2 separate regions of the Anser cygnoides genome follow, and region 2 is linked to region 1. A link is a contact called in public Hi-C data. All regions are on one chromosome and are shown on one strand. The core of a region is the stretch at or near the end of the contact, and the rest is flanking DNA. Distances in the headings are between cores, read along the strand shown.

Region 1 (3,526 bases), core at 914-3,413:
TTCCACAAGGCTCTCTGTGGAAGACATATATGTTCATGAAAACATTTTATAGCCCTGTTGTGCTGGGATTAATATCAGATAAGAAAGTTCAGACTACGTGTACTCTGTTCTTCCCAGCACATTTCTGAGTCCACAAATAGAAAGGAGCCCATGGGAGCATATGACTATTAAGTAACTAATATACTTCCAAGTTGATGCAATTTTGGCATTTCATACACAGTTTTCACAATAATTTACAGACAATGCATTTCTTCAGAAGCAGTCAGCAGTTATGCACACTTTGAAAAGCAGTGTCTAAATCTACAGGTACGCAGACATGAGTGATATATCTTGGTGTATATAAGCTATAAGGCAGTGTGGGCAGCGTTGGATGTGTTGAATGTCGGTTTGTAAATGCTGCTTAGTAGTGACCATACTGCCACAGTAACAGCATGACTCAGAGCTCCTGCAAGTAGCAGAGAATGATGGAGCTGACCAGAACCCCTTTTGGAAATGCCTGGCAGTTGGATGAAGCTACCAAGGGTAGAGGTGGGTCTCCATTTTGGTGTCTTCAAATAAGGACTTTCTGAAAGGAACTGACTACCCAATGCAACACAATATAGGGAACTCACTGGGCAACACAGCACTATAACTGGAAGGAATTAAAGGATATGTGACAGGGGAGGTCAGATCTGAAACCCTTCTGCCCTGGTGGCCCCAACATCCAAGAAGACAGATTACATCAAGATATCAGCCTCTGTTACAACTACTGATACCGAACCAGTCACCTCATTTTTGAAACAACTACTTTTCTGCTTTCCTTTCCTTTCTGTAAGCGTATTGCTGCCTTGCAGTTTTCTCTGTGCACACAACTTCTTCGTGTGGAGCGAGCTGCAGGATGGGCTTAGTACAGCAGGGGCTTCTCTCTTCAAAGCGACATTGAAATCTTACACGCCTTAAGCATTCCTGATCAGCTCCTGCCCTCAGCTCCACCACTGTAGGACCAGACCAGGACCATTGCCACTGCCAGTGGTGCGCAGGAAGCCTTTCATCTGCCTTGGGGAACTCGCAGAACTCGAGGCCACGTCCTGCTTTGAGGGACTCAGTGCTTAAGACAACCAAAACCACACGAGCTGCCCCTGTGCCGATGGCCGCCCTCTCCCAGGAAGGAGCGCTGCCAGCGGAGCAGTTGCAGGGAAGCTCTTAAAAGGGGAACTGAACACGTTGTGCTGAACATGTTTTGTTTTACATTAGGCTAACAATTTTTGGTCTAATGTTTGGTTTGGAAGCTCAAAGCCATGCTCAAGCCCACAGCTGCCAGCTCTGGAGCAGGCAGTGGTGTAATAGTCATTTAATTCCTCGGCACTGTAATCTGATGGTAGGATGTGCTCCCAAACTGCTTTTAGGTCTGACTGGGGAATGAAATCAATCACAGAATGCACATTACAAGAAAAGTGCTGTTGGTGTCAATTACCTAAGCTCTGCGAACGTAACTCTTCTAATTTCCTGTTAAATCAGTAATGTTACCAATCTCAGTCTATTATTTTAATTAGGACTGTGACTGCAGTTGCTAGGAGCCGAGCGAGTGCAGACAAATGTGAATGTGTAATTAGTCCCACAAATGAGTGGCAAGCTGAATGTGTCAACATCAGGGATAGTTACAACATGGGGTGCAGCAGGAGGCCAAGTGATTTGGGCCAGATTCTGATCTCACTGCCAGCCCCGTGCGACTCCACCAAGGTCAGCATTACCCCAGACGTGAGCTGAGGTGAGCAAGTCTGGGTCTGGCCCCTGGTCATCACGGTTTCCTGGAGCTTCACCGTGGGCTATTTTTAAAGCGACCGATGTCCCGTCTGGTTGGGATTCTTGGCGCTGTAACGTCCTCGCCGGGCACGTTACTGAACACCGAACGCTGCAGGAGGACGTGGGGGATCCCAGCACCGGCAGGCGTCAAGTTCCAGCCATCCCCTGGCACCGCAGCTCCTGGGGTGGGCATGGAAGTGCTCGTCGTCCTCCTCCTCCCTCGTAGCTGTGAACGAAACCTCTCAGCTTCTGTCCCATCTGCCTGCCTCGTGCCTCCCGGGAGCAGCCGGCGGAGCGACAAGGGGGGCAGCGCACAGGCAGCGGAGCAGCGTTAGCGAGCAGCCTCCCCGACAGAATACGCCGAGGACAGAATCCCCAGCTAAATATAGAGCCGAGCTGGGAGAGAAAACAACGTGGCGATGCGGCTCCTTCGAAATTAAGAATGAAAATCTTCAGCTGCTGCTGGTTTATGACCCCGGGCTGCTCACAGCGAGCACGGTATGCCCAGAGGTCCGGCCTGCCTCCGGTACACGGCACGGAGTGGCACAGGAGGGAGAGCGCTGCTTTTATTAGCACTTGGCTATCGGTCAGCAGTCCACGCTCCGCAAATAAACGAACGGGCTGGGTGCATGTCATCCCAGTTCGCATGTTACAGAAATAACACTGGACTGGAACCAGAGTTAACACAGCTGAGGTCTGGGATGCAGCGGATTTTGAGAGGGAGGATGGCAGAGCCCCGTTAGGTGAGGCCTGCCTTGGGGGGCAAACCTGATTTACAGCTCAGTGCGTCTTCTGCACTCGGATCTCCCCGCTTTAGTAGGTCATTCTCCCACATCGCTTCGCAAGATACTTCCTATGGAACGACAAGACTTGGAAAAGGTCAAGGGTTAAATGAATGTTAGATTCAGTCACCTTTCCAAGACAAAAATATTACAGCAATAGCGTGATGGAGAGCGAATACTCGCCCGTGAAGGTTACACACGGGGGACCCAAGCACTGTGCCTTGATGCTGTGGCGAAATGACCACGGCAATGCCGTAGGTCCCAGGACCTCAGTTAGGGCTGGCTCCAGCTTTATGCTCGCACTCACGGGTTGCTTTGCTGTTTTGTTTTTCATCCTGTCATGATTCTCTGACTTGTAAACAGAGGTCAGGCGTCGTTACTGGAGGCATTAAAACACTCGCCCAGACGGTCTGGCAGTGTCAGCACGCAGGTTCCTCCTTTCAGGAGTCTGTCACCAGCAGAACACAGGGTGACTCAGGAGCTTTCTTGAAGAAAGCAAACACTGCCTGAAAACACGCGCGTGCCTGCTTATCTGCTGGGCCTCCGCGGGAGCTTTGAGCCCAGTCCCTCTGCCCTTGCCTCGCAGGGGCCAGCTTTGTGCAGGAAATATCACTTCTGTAGAAAACGGCCACCTCCCTGCCTTTCCAGCCTGAGCAGAGCAGGGGCACCGCCGCTGGGCTCCCCATGATGCAGGAGTTGTGCAGCACGGTGCGGCGTGGGGCTGGTGCCCTTTTACTCCAGCCTGCTGCTGGAGGGAAGGTGCGAAGCAGCTGTGCTGTGCTGGGCCATACAGGCTGGGCAGGCTCCTTCCAGGTGAGCAACTCTTAGCCTGGGATTAAAGCCTGTGCGGTGTCATGTGTGTATAAAGTCATCTGTGGCCCTATGAGTGCGCAGCTAGCTTGTAATGGGCATGTTAATAAGGCTATTAAGGTTTACAAATATTCTGCTCTTCCTTACAGTTT
Region 2 (3,369 bases), core at 530-3,029, 99 kb after region 1:
TTGAAGGAGGTCTCTGGGAAGTTTTGCTGTTATCTGTGATGTATTTTGTGAGCTTTTGTGGCTGGAGTTTAGTACTTAAAAAATAGTTTGCTGTTTTCCCTATCTTCTTCCATCTTGGGGCAAGGTTTTCTGTTTTGCTAAGAACTGATTCAAACAGCAGGTTTGGGATACGTGGCGGCTGCTGCTGCTGTGCCCAGACAGTGTTACTACACCCTTACCTTCAAGCCTCCCTCGAAATCCCGTAATTTCTGTAAGATTACAGATGAAATCATTATAAAGCAATGAATATCCGTGGTAGGAACCGCTGTGTTACGTGAATGCACGATCAGTAATTGTTCTGATCACAGGTGTATGAGGTACTTAACTCCTAGGGAGCGTTTAAGCTTTGAAGTCGCTTGTGGAAATCGACTCCATGAGGGTTTTGTAAGGATTCTCTCATATTTCATGCTCTTTTTAATTTGTTTATTTTAAACTCAGATCCAGGATAGTCAATTCTGAAAAACACTGGATGGTTTGATTGTGGCCTTGTGATTCCTGTTTTTCATCTTGCTGTTGAAACGTTTTAGTTGTGTACTTCAGCTAGCACTGGAAAAGCTACCACATCGATACTTAGCAGTTTGTAAACTTTAATCTGGATTCTCATAAAGCTCCCAATTGTCAATATGAGCAGCCAAAAAGAACAGAAATTCCATTACAGCTAATGCTCTGTTCTGTGCTAGGGTTTTGTTTTCAGCTAAGGGTGAGAAGAGAGTGGAGTTGAAACTGTGCCTATAATTTTTTTTAACACATTCCATGTAAGTAATCCGAAGATGGTCTTTAATTTTTGTTCGTTTATTTTGTTATGTAAACATATGTTGTAATCCCTAGGAAACTGAATGTTGTTTTAATGCTTTCAGTAGAAAGACTGGTAGAAAAATAGCTTTTATCCTTTTTTCATCCATTAAAATAAATATTGATAGAAACTATCATAATATGGTTTGTGTTACAGGTGGTGTAATACCAAGGGCTGTACTGCTGCCACATCACAATATTGTGGGGTTTCAGAGAGTAGTTCTGGTAAGGACACTCAATGATTTATCTATTTATTTGTCATAAAAGTGGACTGATAATTTGGTACAATTTAGTATTAGTAATTACCGTTACATGCATTTACAGTATTTTTTAGGTATCAGTTTTTGCAGTCCACTGAATCTCTACATTAAGCCTTCTTTTACTCAACAGTATTTTAACAGCTCCTCTTGGAGCTGTTATTGTCTAATGTGTAAATCCATATTCATTTTATTGAGAGTTGTTACAATATAACGCATCAATTCACAGCATGGAAATATTAATAAATAGACCTTTTGACAAAACATCTTGTAAAAGCTATGTCTACTTGATACGTGGATCATTAGTGTGTATCAACAACAACAACAACAAAGGCAAAAGTTACTGGGGTTTCATTGTCGTATGGGTTTGGTGGTGTGTTTTATTTTTTCTTCTTCCAAGTACTAACGTCTTGGCTTCCTAACGGAAAATATGAGTATGTAGTTCAGAGGGCAAATACCCAGACCGTGTGCTGTTATCAGACTCTTTTTAAGTTTAATGTATAGTAATGATTTTGCAATTGTTTGCTTAAAATGTATGTAACTGTAATCCCTCTATCACTCCTCTAGACTTTGCATACTTTTCTTAAACGTACTTTCTTATCTTCAGTCTTCTCTGTCCTACATGGCTAGAGTTGCAAGGCAGACGAGATTACCTTACTTCTACTAAAGGGAAAATTCATTCTGAACCCGTCTAGCAACAGCAGTGCTTACGCATTGTGCAAGAGCACAATCGAGTATTTGTTCTTTCAGCAGCAGCTAGCTGATACTGCGTTTGTATCTGTAGAATTGTTAATATATGCTGTAATTTAACAAATGGCTTGTGGGTGTAGCAGATGTCTTTTCTTTCTTTTTTCTTTTTTAAATCACTGTCCCTGAAAGTTTTTTAGCAAGCCCTCCTTGTGTACTATCTTAGGTCTATAGAGGGCACTCAAAGACAGAGGGAGTTGGTTTTAAAAAGCCTTATCTGGCAAGTAGGCCCCCACAACCTAGAAAAGGAAATTGCTGACTGTTCTTTATGGCCTTGCTCTTGCAAGGTACTATTGTACTGGCTGTGCTCCAACAAATCACTTAAGCAATTGAAGTCAACGGGACTGTAACAAGTTTGAAATATTCTTCTGGATTAATCCATAGCTCCTTATACTTTCACAAGTTCCTTTCCATCTTCTAAAAACAAGATGGGGTACACACAAATTTCCTAATGGGATTCCCTAGTCAACCTAAGAAACTAGTAGTAGGTCCAGCTGTGTTGGTTGCCATTAGAAGATGCAAGTGAATGGGTGTAAAGACTGAAATTATTTTCCCTGTTGTCATTGCGTTAGGGTGGTACAGCTAAAATATTTGGGCATGGTAGTATTCACAGTGTGTGTTTTCCAGCCTTATAGGTAGATAATACCTTGAGCATGCCTAAATAACGCATGTAGACTTGAATTTGTTTCTAAATCTTGGAGTGGAAGAAAAATAGGCTTTCAGATTTATTCTAGAGAAATGGCATCATGAAGGTTTGAGTAGCGTTACTCAATATTAAAAGGCAATTCTGTAAAGTAAAAACATCTCAGCTTTATAAATATTGTAAGAAAAGATGATGGGAGCTCTTTGGAGTCTGAAAAATACAGAGAATTTTTCAAAATGTTGCGAGCAATTTGTGCAGTCCTTATTAAAGTATAATGTAATCTGACAAAGTCACGGACTTCTTCACCTCTATCATCTCTTTATTTTCAAATAACACTCCTATTACTGGAAATGGGTGAGCAGAATTTTTCACGTATAGAACCTGTGATTCCTGTGCTGGAGGTGAGGTAAAGATAATCTAGCAGAGCGGGTTTCTTTTTTTCAAAAGCGGTCCTACCAAGTTTCTTTAAATCTGAACTAGCAGTAGTTAATGTGGTAGCTTAATTCTGCAAAAGATAGCATAGAGGTCACTTGTGGGACAACTTGAAGACAATTTCACTGCAGCTGCTTATGTAATAGTAGCCTCCAGTTATAAGCCATGATACATTTCCATCTCTGCTGATGTTTAACTCTTCCGAGAGGAACTGTTTTCTCTAAACAAAACATGAAACCATGATCATGTTTCTAACTACACCAGCAGAGGAGACTGTTTAATTCAAAATACCGCCTTTTAATGGAGGGGGGAGTACTTATCATGTAGATGATGTGTCTTCAGGTTTTAAATAGTTTGTTTCAAGGGGAATTAATTAAAAAATTTGTGAGTACAGATGTTTGATGTTGCCCTAAGCAGTGAGAAAGAAGAGGAAATGTCTTGGTTTTGAACCTCTTGTCT

The links. A called contact is a pair of places that touch in the nucleus more often than the background predicts.
Region 2: a contact with region 1 is called in a Hi-C map of fetal liver, with 2.1 times the contacts expected there. The contact joins two enhancer-like sites. A contact is called at or near these places in 3 of 7 Hi-C or Micro-C datasets (fetal liver and liver).

Annotation. Positions count from the first base shown.
Region 1 is chr9:19,984,073-19,987,598 of Taihu_goose_T2T_genome, forward strand. No RefSeq gene overlaps it. Among named protein-coding and RNA genes, the nearest start is that of TBL1XR1, 26 kb to the right of the region's middle. Within about 2 kb of position 2,164, at least 2 of the 3 cell types and tissues checked have open chromatin away from gene starts, as enhancers often do. A contact at or near this core is called in fetal liver, where this site is marked.
Region 2 is chr9:20,083,077-20,086,445 of Taihu_goose_T2T_genome, forward strand. It overlaps TBL1XR1 (TBL1X/Y related 1), which reads left to right. Exons shown (of 17, transcript XM_067002769.1): 3 at 989-1,056. The region is part of intron 1 of LOC125182254 (a long non-coding RNA gene); the gene reads right to left. Among named protein-coding and RNA genes, the nearest start is that of TBL1XR1, 73 kb to the left of the region's middle. Within about 2 kb of position 1,780, at least 1 of the 3 cell types and tissues checked has open chromatin away from gene starts, as enhancers often do. A contact at or near this core is called in fetal liver, where this site is marked.